Linked DNA regions of Sus scrofa: region 1 is linked to region 2. A link is a contact called in public Hi-C data. All regions are on one chromosome and are shown on one strand. The core of a region is the stretch at or near the end of the contact, and the rest is flanking DNA. Distances in the headings are between cores, read along the strand shown. Region 1 overlaps ABL1 (tyrosine-protein kinase ABL1). Region 2 overlaps ABL1 (tyrosine-protein kinase ABL1).

Evidence for each region. Hi-C and Micro-C count contacts between places; a contact is called where the count stands out from the background.
Region 1: a Hi-C map of mesenteric adipose tissue shows a contact between it and region 2, with 2.0 times the contacts expected there. The contact joins two enhancer-like sites. A contact is called at or near these places in 1 of 5 promoter capture datasets (liver), 22 of 47 Hi-C or Micro-C datasets (alveolar macrophages, brain, embryonic fibroblasts and 11 more) and 1 of 2 datasets of contacts at active chromatin or transcription factors (skeletal muscle).

Annotation. Positions count from the first base shown.
Region 1 is chr1:270,878,089-270,883,825 of Sscrofa11.1, reverse strand. The region is part of intron 4 of ABL1 (tyrosine-protein kinase ABL1); the gene reads right to left. Among named protein-coding and RNA genes, the nearest start is that of QRFP, 37 kb to the left of the region's middle. Within about 2 kb of position 3,600, at least 17 of the 83 cell types and tissues checked have an H3K27ac peak or open chromatin away from gene starts, as enhancers often do. A contact at or near this core is called in mesenteric adipose tissue, omental adipose tissue, retroperitoneal adipose tissue and 2 more, where this site is marked.
Region 2 is chr1:270,798,694-270,804,379 of Sscrofa11.1, reverse strand. The region is part of intron 2 of ABL1 (tyrosine-protein kinase ABL1); the gene reads right to left. Among named protein-coding and RNA genes, the nearest start is that of ABL1, 40 kb to the right of the region's middle. Within about 2 kb of position 4,324, at least 17 of the 83 cell types and tissues checked have an H3K27ac peak or open chromatin away from gene starts, as enhancers often do. A contact at or near this core is called in mesenteric adipose tissue, omental adipose tissue, retroperitoneal adipose tissue and 2 more, where this site is marked.

The DNA of each region.
Region 1 (5,737 bases), core at 2,351-4,850, 80 kb before region 2:
GGGTAAACGTCTGTGAAGCATCCCCCGACCAGCGGGTCTGCAGGCGTCACGCATGGCTTACCACCTGCTGGTCCTGCCCTGCTCACCTGCCTGGTTACTGTCCCTCTCCACCTACAAGGACGCAGCCCTGACCCCCAATGTCAAGAACCAGAGATGAGCATGTAACAGGCACTCAAAAACCGCTGCTGATGAAATCACTGGTGGGTGGAGCTCCCCGGTGGCTCAGCCGGTTAGGACCCGGCATTGCCACTGCTGAGGCTTGGGTGGCTGTGGTGGTGAGGGTTCCATCCCTGGCCCCAGAACCTCCACATACCACAGGTGTGGCCGAAAAAATAAAGACTAGGACTTAATAAGCATCTGCTGATTGGAAAATTTAACAATTCGCTTATTACTTAAAACCTGTAATTATATAATTATCTAGAATGCAACAGTGATCGGAGATGAAAATCATGGAACAAAAGATAAATCTCCTCATTCCTATTCCCTCCATCTGGGCTGAGGACGATGCACCAGAAGCCGAGACCCACCGAGCCCAGCCGTCTGCCTGTGGGGGACGCCCTGGCCAGCGCTCTCCCGGAACAGAGGGGGCTGGGCGGGCTGCCCAGGGACGCGAGGAGGAGGAGGGTGTGAGACCCAGGGGCCTGGGAGCTCAGCCACGGCGGGTGAGACCCTGAGCAAGGACCCCCCTTCTGTGGCGGTCTTGCCTGGACGCCGTGGAGGAAGGCAAAGGCCTGGGCTGGCAGAAAGCGACAACGTGAATGGGGACAGCTGTCTTTCTTCTCTCTTTTTTTTGTTTGGTTCAGCGATGTAGTGAGGGAATATTTCCTCACCAAAGATAATTCACATTAAAATTCACACAGAGCGTCTGGGCTCCGGGCACACAACTGAGTCTCCTGACTCACTAAAAGCAGCCGAGGATGGCGGCAGGCGGGAAGGGCCTGGCATTGGCAAGACTGGCCCACTGCCAAGATGGAGGATGGAGGAGTACAGGTTTGGGACAGTGCTGATGCTTGAGGCAAGAGGGAGAAGCAGGTACAGGTCAGTCACTACTTAGAGAAAGGAAGGAGGAGCCTGAAACGTGTGTCAGGGCCAAGGCCTTGCCTGTTGGCTATGGTGGGCTCCACTACTTTCTATGTATTTATAATATCGGATGATAAAAAATACATGTTTTATCTTTTTGTCTTTTAGGGCCCCGTAGGTCCAATCGGAACTATAGCTGCTGGTCTATGCCAGAGGCACAGCAACAAGGGATCCAAGCCGTGTCTGTGACCTACACCTACAGCCCATGGCAATGCCGGATCCTTAACCCACCAAGAGAGGCCAGGGATTGAACCTGCGTCCTCATGGATGCCAGTTGGGTTTGCTAGCCGCTGAACCACGACGGGAACACCTAAAAATATTTTTTAAAAAGGAGAAATAACAATAAGTATACAAGTTGGTCCCATCTATAACTCTCAAGAGGGTAAACAGGATTCCTTAAAGGAGATTTTTTTCCGTTTTTTGCTTACGGAGATGACATAAAAAAATTTTTAACATCAGACAATAGCAAGCCTTGGCTTAGACGTTTATAATTTACAGTCTTTCTGTAGCAATTCTACTAACATAAAATTCTGAGCAACCCCAGAGTTGTCCAGAAAGATTCCACAGCCCTGGGCAACCTGTCCCCCTGGAAGATGGCAGCTCTGCAAGGAGGACCTTTCAGGGTGAGGAGCCGGCCCCCCAGGAGTCCCCGCTTTCATACCGCAGAGCACAAGGAGAAGCCTCTAAGTGACCTGCTCTAAGGAGGGGCCCTGAGTCACACTCGGGCCCCTGAATGTGGGTACAAGAGTACAGGGTGGGGGCTGGGGGGAAGGCAGAGGTGGACACCGCTGAGCCTACCCTTCTCGACACCCACTTGCTGCCGACATGGCCCTCTTGTTAGTGATGGCTACCAAGGCAAGAACAGCTCACGAAGACGGAGTGGGGGATGCGGGGGGAGTTCCCATCCCAGCCCCTCTCTCGAAAGTCTGCCAGGTGTCCAGCTGCTTCACTGCAGGCTGCAGATGCTCCAAGCCCTCTTCTCTCTGGCCCTCGGCTGATGGGTATCTTCCCTACTGAGGGGTGACGAAAGGAGAGGAGAGAAGAGCCATCCCAAGAAGGCACCCCTTGGAAGCAGAGCACCCCCCACTTGGAAAGCACTGGCACAGTACAGGCAAAAGGGCCCGTTTTGCTTGCTGGGCTCTCGGGCAGGTCACCTGGGAGCAAGGCTCGTTACCTATCTTTCCCTGTCAGCTTGAAAGGAGCACTCCCCAGCCCAAAGATCAAGTTCACGCAATGGCACAGAATGCTAATGGCTCCCCCAAGCCCTACTTTATGCAGAATTTGTTCTTGGTCTCAGCTGATTCCCTCTCAGGCTCCACTGTTAGAAACTGCAGAGTTATGGGAGGTTTCACTGAGTGGGCAAACTCTATCCTTTTCAATAATTAAATTTACAGACCCTGAGACTTAGTTCATCTTTCAACATAAAATTTACATACCGACACGTATTAAATATTGAAACTACTCTCCCTTAAATGTACCGCAGAGCCATCTTCTAGCAGGCGGCTCCGGTGGCTTCCTTCCGAGTAGTGCTAGTGTTTGAGCCGCATTTGCTAGTGAACTGGGTGATCTTCACCAGGAATGCACGGCACGTTCACAGAGAAAGTGAAATCAGTGTTATGAACGGCATGTCATTGTGCTACGCACCCAGTTACGTAAACACTCTGGGGGCTCAGCCGGGGCTGTGCCTCCTCCCAATCATGCAGGGACCCGAAAGATAGGACTTGTCAAAGAAACTCACCAGAAACAGCTTTCCTCCTGACAGCCAGACTCACAGGCTTACGGGAGCTTAGTCTTTGGCTACCTCAGACCCTGGAGGTCTGTCCCCTGCCCCCAGCCCTGGACGTAGTGTTTACAGCCTGCAAGGCCAGGAAGTAACCCCCCCACCCCACCCCACCCTCCAAGCTACTCAGAAACCAGCAGGAAGGCAGTCCTTGAGAGTTAGGCCCCACTTAAGAGTAATGCGCCCCCCTTGACAAGGGAAGGTCAGCTATGGTTTGGCAGGCTTTCCACTGAGATGCCTGTGCCTGCCCAGCCAGGGTCAGGGTGGGTAAATCTGGTTTACACAGTTGGTATCTGTCCTGCCACCTCTGCCAAAGCTTAAGCCCAAATCCCACTCCTGTCAACCTGAACTTGTCGCTTCAACAGACCGTGAAAGTAAGTGTCAACTGGGCATCTCTCTGAAGAAGGGAAGAAAAGGAAAGACTATCGGGGGCTAAGGGAAGCGTGGGGCTTGGCAGAGGCACCCCACCCGAGTAAATATGATACAGACACAAATAACCAGAACTGAACAATGACCGGGGATGGGAGGTGGAAGAGGAAAATCAGACTTTAATTCTGTTATGTTGGCAGAGGTCTCCAAACTTTAAGAAAGCACCAAGACCGAAAACCAAATGCCAGGGTGCCTGAACACTGTGAAGACTACCCGGACTGCCAGGAAACAGCAATGGGTCTGTGTGGTGCAGTCCTTTCAAGAGTCTAGCTTGAAACTCCAAGAGTCCTGGGCTTTGGGCCCTGAGCTGATGGCCCTGGGCTGACTGACCAGCCAAAACTGCTGCTGAAAGCTCGGAACAGGAGGACGAAGGTAAACCAGAGCCAAGAGGGCGGAGGCAGAAAGAAATCCTTTGGGGCCTTGGAGAAGAATCTCTAAATCAGTTGTTTTCTAAAGATTAGCTAATTTGAAAATAAGAATCAAATTTATTCAACCCCAGGCTGTCCCTCCCACCAAACTTTAAATTTTCCCCTTAGAAATCCAAAAACGATTGCATCAAAGCTCTGCTATGTAAGCAGCTTTTGCAAAGCCGAGCCGCACTGTCTCACGCATTGCTGTAACACCTCCCCCCATTCAGATGCTGTACCACTCATTCCAGGAATATGACCCCACCCAACGGGGCCCCCTCAAGAGTGGCCCTCACAGAGCGGAGCCTCTGCAGATGTCGGCCTGATGACCCCGTGGGCTGAGAAATCTCCAGGTGCTCGGACAGCTGGAGGCAGCCTTTGCCAGGAAGGGCGGGCGGAGGCAAGATGCCTCAGACACTTGGATGAGCTGCCCGGCCTGATGAGAGGGGTGCCCTGTGCTCTACCTGGAATGAAAGGAACCTACCTGGTGCACACCAGCTTTCAGACAGAGGCTTGGCTTCCTCATCAGGTGACTCAAATTCTGCAAATCATGTGTCCATGCGGGCCTTGCGCGCCACCTTTTAATAATGCTTTAGACCCACCCCCGCGGGACAAGGTAGACAAGTTGACCTAGATCATGCATCGTCTGCATCTGTTCCAAGGGTGCTGATGACACAACTCCAGGGAAAAGAAACCCTTATCCTGCTCAGCACAAGCCTCCCCTGATCACTGTGGTGCCGCACGGCTCGCCCGTGGATAGACAGTGCAGACGGGAAGCAAGCTGTCGGCTCCAGGAGACCACCGCCCTCACGAGCGGTGCCCTCTGGTGTCCTGCTTCACTAAAAAGGCAGCCCTGCGGTCTGAAGGCTAGGTGTCCAAGGGCTCGGCACCCTGGCATGTCTTCTGCAGAAGGAAGGTCTCAGTTCTACCCACGGGATGGGAACAATGACCTGAAAAGCAAGCTGATGAGGCCGACCTCTGGTCGCACGTCAACAGCAGACTATGCTGTCTGTCACAGAGACTCTGGTGCTGGTAGAAGGACATGTGCCACAACAGAAAGCATCCGATACTGGCAATAAGGACTTTAGCCAGAAGACTCTGAGATGTGGAGATGCAGAAAAATCAACAGATAAGCACACTGAAAAAAGAAATGCCAAAAAACAAACCCCCCAAAAATCTGGAGTTCCCATCATGGCGCATCAGAAACGAATCCGACTAGGAACCATGAGGTTGGGGGTTTGAGCCCCGGCCTTGCTCAGTGGGTTAAGGATCCGGTGTTGCCATGAGTGGTGGTGCAGGTCGCAGACACAGCTCAGATCCCGCATTGCTGTGGCCGTGGTATAGGCGGGCAGCTGCAGCTTTGATTTGATCCCTAGCCTGGGAACCTCCATATGTTGCGGGTGCAGCTCTGTAAAGAAAAAAAGAGAAAGAAATGCATTGTGCATTTGTATGGTACGAGTAAACATGTGGGGATAACCATGAAAATGTTAGCAAGATTAAAAAAAGGGGACTAGAGCTATCAGGTATCACATGTTACAGGAGTTCCCTGGTGGCCTAGTGGTTATGGATCTGGTATTGTCACTCCTGTGGCATGGGTTTGATCCCTTGCCCAGGAACTTCCACATGCTGCAGGCACAGCCAAGAAAACCCCCCAAAACCAAAACAAACAAACAAGATCAACACCACACACTATAAAGCTAGGAGTTCCTGCTTGTGCGAAGGGGGTTAAGAATACAACTGCAGTGGCTAGGGTTGCTGTGGAGGTACAGGTTCAATCCCTGGCATGGCGCAGTGGGTTAAAGGATCCCAAACTGCTGCAGCTGCTGCTGGGATTCAACCCCTAGCCCAGAAACCTCCAAATGCTGCAGGTGTGGCCAAACACACACACCATAAAGCTGTAATAATGAAAAGTCTGGTTCTGGCATATGAATAGAGAGAACAGAGTAAATTCATAGGTAAATTTGGTATATTTCAAATACACAGGAAAAGATGAATTTGGTAAATGGCACAGGAAGCACTCAACACACAACCCAGGCATGTT
Region 2 (5,686 bases), core at 3,075-5,574:
ATAATTCTGAAGCAAATAACTGATATTACTTCATTCATAAATATTTACTATGTCTCTAAAAGATACAACCTAATATTTGAACATAATGATTCTTTTGATTACTATACCTAAAAAATTAACAATAAATCTTTAAAATCATCCAAAATTCAGTTTGAATTTCCCTAATCAGCTCATAGATTCCCACCTCCCCAATTTTTGTAGTTTGTTTGAATCCAGAGCTCAGTAATAAGCTCCATATAATGTGACAATGTCTCCTTTAATCTGCAGGTTCCACTTAATTTTTTTCCTTCCAATTTACCCACTAATTAAACGAAGTCATTTGTTCCAGAGTTCCTATCTGTTTAATTTTTTTTTTTTTTTAAGGGCCACAAGGGTAGCATATGGAAGTTCCCAGGCTAGAGGTCAAATCAGCTACAGTAGCTGGCCTACACCACAGCCACTGTGATGCCAGATCTGAGCCACATCTGCGACCTACACCGCAACTTGAGGCAATGCCTGATCCTTAACCCACTGAACGGGGCCATAGTTTGACCCTGCATCCTTAGCGGGATGGTTTCCATTGAGCCACGACAGGAACTCCCCTTCTGTCTAAAATTTGATGACTGAGTTTAAAATGTCAGGAGCTGGTTTTTTGTTTGCTTTGCCGCACCTGCAGCATATGGAAGTTCCAGGGCCAGAGATCAAAACTGAACCACATCTGCAGGAATGCCAGATCGCTAACCCACTGCACCGGGCCTGTGACCTATGCCACAGCTGCGGCAATGCTGGATCCTTAACCACTGTGCTGGGCTAGGGATCGAATTGTGTGGCCCAGAGACAATGCTGGATACTTAACTCACTGTGCCACAGTGGGAACTCCCCAGGAGCTATATTCTAAGGTTTCCTTTCCTGTGAAAACTTTCTTTGCTCAAAAGCAGGGGATGATTTGTGTCTAACAGAGATGCTCTATTTCACTGCATGTGTGCACCCACTTGAACGCATGCAAGCATTCATTTTGGAGGCTGGGCTGTGGCTGGTTTAGGGCATCAAATGTGTTTCTTTCTCACACAACCTGTAGTTCTTCCGAAACTAAAACTCGGTGTTCCCTTATGAAGTCAGGCTCTCCAGGGCAATCTGAGGCTAGGTGAGCCTTTAGAAGGCTGGGATTGTGCAGAGTTCCCTGGTGGTCTAGTGATTAGGACTCAGCACTTTCACTGCGGCAGCCCAAGCTCAATCTCTGGTCTGGGAACTGAGATCCCACCTCAAGCCGCTGCCCAGATTGTGAAGGTACATTCTAGTACAGGCTCTACCAGGAGAGCAAACAACTACATCCATAAATAAACAAGATTTCAGATGGTCTGTGCTGAGAAGCAATTAAAAAGGGGAAGGAGAAACAGAGCTGGTGCCAGCATGGGTACTCTACCATAGGTAGCCTGGACTAGGTTTCCAGAGAAAGTCTTTCCTAAAGGTACCATGTGAGCTGGGGCCTGCATGATCTGCAAGCACCAGGCACCAGAAGACCTACTGTAAGAGTGACCCAGCAGAGGGCAGGGCAGGGACTCACAGAGAAAGCGCCCCAGGAAACCAGTCCCAAACCACACAGTGCCCACAGGCCAAGGAGAGAAGCTGGGAACTGGGATTCTACTCTGAGGTGGGTACACCCACTGCCGGAGAGAAAGTGGGTAGTGAAAAGGTCTGGCCTAAGTGTCTGAGGAAAGGTATCTCCAATGGCCGGAGAGGAGACACATAGGGGAACAAGACCAGGGTGGAAGGCTGAGGAATTTTTCAGAACGGAGGTGGTAATGGTGCAGGGCCAGCGTGGGATTTATTTATTCTAGGATTCGAGGATTATTCTAAGATTTAGTCTAGGATTAATTTATCTATTTAGCTTTTTAGGGCCACACCCACAGCCTATGGAAAGTCCCAGGCTAGGGGTTGCATCAGAGCTGCAGCTGCCAGCCTGCACCACAGCCACAGCAATGCCAGATCCGAGCCACATCTTTGACCTACACCACAGCTTACAGCAACGCCGGATCCTTAATCCACTAAGCAGGGCCAGGGACGGAACCTGCGTCCTCATGGTTCCTAGTCAGGTTCATTACCACTGCACCAGGACGGGAACTCCTTATTCAACCATTTACTACTGTGGAGCATCTGCTGCCTCGGACGTGGGAGTGAGGGTAAGGGAGGGGTCAAGGATGGCACCTGGTGGGGGGGCGGGGATGGCCAGGCATCTGCAGAGATGATACCATGGTCACAGGGTGTCATCCTTTCACCAGGCCCTAAGCCATCAAAAACAGGACAGGACGACAATGTGAAGACCAGATTTGGTGAGAACTCATGAACTCGAAAGAAAAAACTCCTGAAAGTACCTGTGCTTCCTCTTCACAGCCACAGGGCATTCTCTCATCCGTGTCCTAGAGCCACAGCCAACACAGTCACCGGTGTTGCCCACCTATTCAGCCCGCCCGTTTCCTGTCCAAAGCCACGGCTGGCCAGAGCCACCGTTCACGACGGTTTTCCATTCTTTCCTCAGGGTCCTCCGCAGAAGGTTGTTTACGATCCTGCTTCTCTCCCCGAGCCCGCAGGGAGGCCCGGGTCCCGCCCGCTGGACCGCTTCCCATGCCCTGGCCGTGCGGCCTGCTCTGGTCACTCCGGCCGACTGCGAGCAGGCGGCGGGGGCCGGGGAGGGCTTGGCATGCGCCTGCCGAGTGCCAGGGCCACATTCTTCGGAGTGCACCAAGGCAGCCCCGGCCGGGCCTCGCCCGCGGAAGCGCCTGGGCAGCGGTCTCTCCACAGCCCTGGGAAACTTGTCGTGGGCGATGACCTGCACCCACTTGGTCTCCGCGCTGCCAAACCAATCTGATGAATTCACCCGTTCCTCTGCTTTATCTTTCCTCTCCTGAGGGAAGTACTCGGAGGCCAATGCCCAGTCCCCGTGACAGTCTCCATACCTACTCCTGCTGACAAATGCTGTTTCCACCAAGCCGAGACCATGCCAGGACCGGGGACACGGACCAGACTATTATTCTGCCTATGCCCTATTAGATGTAGAAAACTTTCAAAAATGTCAACATTTGTTAAAACATTAAACTATGGTGTGAAAAAGAAAACAAAAAGGGCTCTCCGGGACCTCGAGACAGACCAGGAACAGGGGCTGTCGGGTGGACTGGCGGCCCCCAGCCGCAGGCTGACTGGATTCCTCCTTAGAGAGAGAAATCGATGCTGTGGGCACTGCCAGTGTGCAGGTGAACTCACTCCCTGGACACGCCTCCCAGGGGGGCGAGGTATAGACTCAGGGTGTGCAGCTAAAGGCTTTAAAACCATCTCATCTTCTGATGCCGAAATCCCACTTGGAGAAACTTATCCGAAGAAAAGAATAGAACATACAAAAAGGTGCAGGAAGAAGATCCTGGGGAAAACACTGCAAGCAACATAAGCGCTCGTGAACAGGGGATTAGCAGGATATGCCACGGCACGGCCGCATCTATCACACCCTGCCACTCGGGCTGTTTGTGCGGCTTCCTCCTCCTGCGAGAACGCTGCAGAGAAAGAGGTGAGCAGCACACAGGCGTCCCGGGCTCCTGGCTGCAGCATTATCACAACCACGCCGAAGTCTCACCGTGTACTTCTAACAACCCCTTAAGAAACCAAGAAAGGCCAGGGACCTTTTCACGAACAAAACAAACAACAACAAAAAAATACATGAACATACAAATGTCTGCATATAATTTCAGAAAGGCCTACAAAGTCCAGAGAGAAGCATATCATTCATATTTAAGGATAAAAATCACCCTGGCAAGGTAACAAATTCTAAATATGGACAGCTCTGGCCAAAAAGGAGAGGAGTGGGGGAACTTCAGACTTTGGGGTGGCTGGTTAGGCAGGCAGGCACTAAGCCCACCACTGAAGTCTACCTGTATCCTCTGAAATGATCCAATCAATCCTAACAAGGTGTCAGGAGAACAAAACACAAAATACTGACCCTACACATAACAAGCACAAGAACAGGAAATCTGTACAGACTTCCTCCAAGGTTTCTGGATACATTCGTTAAAACAAGAATCTGATCCTGCTAAAGAAACCAAATATATTGTTGAGATAAAAAAGAAAAGCAGTCAGTCCCTCTACTGGAAGAGGAACCGTTAACATGTGGAAGGTTAGCGACAGAGTTCCGTCTGAACCAGGAGGCCCCTGTTCCCGCCAGGGGTAAAGAGCAAAGCAACATAAGGAGCTCTGGGGACACACCAGGCACACAAGAACCTCACTGCGCAGGATACTGCAACCCGGAACGCTCGGCTCTGACTTTCTCCTCTCATTTCCGGATAAACTCAGCTATGTTCCCAGAGAAGACAGTCTCCCCAAAGAACACAGTGATGATGCATCCTGGCCTCTGCAGCTGGGTGTGGCCTGGTCTCTGCCCCCTCACGGCCAATCCCCTCTCCATTGGGCAGCCTGCCACTCAGGGCTTTCACATGTATTGTCCCCTGGCCTGGAATGGTCTTACTTCTCCAAAGCCTGCTCCCGGGGCCAGTCCTGGCTTAAATGTCTCCTCCTCCTGCCCTCCCTCAACCCCACTATGTTAGGTTCGTTTCCTACTTGGGCTGGCAGAGGAGGTGGTGGCAGTGGTAATGACAACACACGACCACAACCCAGATCTCTGGAGTACTCACTATGTACCTGGACTTTCCCTCACTCAGTTAACATGTGTCGTCTCATTTAACCCTCACTGTAAACTTTTTTTTGGCTGCACCCATGTCATGCAGAAGTTCCCAGACCATGGGAGCTCCCACTGTGGCTCAGCAGTAATGAATTCAACTAGTGTTCGTGAGGTTGTGGGTTCGATCCCTGGCCTCACTCAGTGGGTTGAGATTCCAGCATTGCTGTGAGCTGTGGTGTAGGTGGCAGATGCAGCTCGGATCCCACGTTGCTGGGCTGTGGTGTAGGCTGGCAGCTGTAGCTCCGATTTGACCCCTAGCCTGGGAACTTCATATGCTGCAGGTGGGACCCTAAAAAGCAAAAATTTTAAAAATTTAAAAATAAGGACGTTCCCAGACAGGGATGGATCAAACTCCTGCCATAGCAGCAACCAGAGCCACAGCATTGACATTGCTGGGTCCTTAACCTGCTGAGCCACTGGGGAACTCCTAATCCTCATTATAAACCAAAGATGTGGTACCATTATGATGCTCACCGTATGGCCTCCCCAGTGATGCCCAGCATACTTGTTTAGTTCCCTCCCTCACGGAATAGGGCTGACCTGTGTAACCAACAGGATACTGCAGAAATGACAATGTGACTTTTGCAACCAGGTCATAAAAGACATTGCGGTTTCTGCCTTGTGGTCTCTTGGGCTGCCTGCTCTGCAGACACTCAAGCAGCCTATGGAGAGGTCCATGGGGTGAGGAACTAAAGCCTCCTGCCAACAGTCAGCATCACCTAGCCAGCCCTGTGGGTGAGCCTCCGTGGAGGCAGACCCTCCCGCCCCAGTCAAACTGTCAGATGACTACAGCCCCAGCTGACATCCGGCCTGCAGTCTCAGGAAGGACCACAAGCTGGGACCAGCCAGCTAACCCACTTCTAAGTTCCTGGCCCACAGACACTGTGAGGTAATACATTTTTGTTGTTTTAAGCCACTACATTTTGAGGTGATTTGTCATGCAGAAAGAGATAACTAATGCTGATGGGAAAACTGAGACTCAGAATA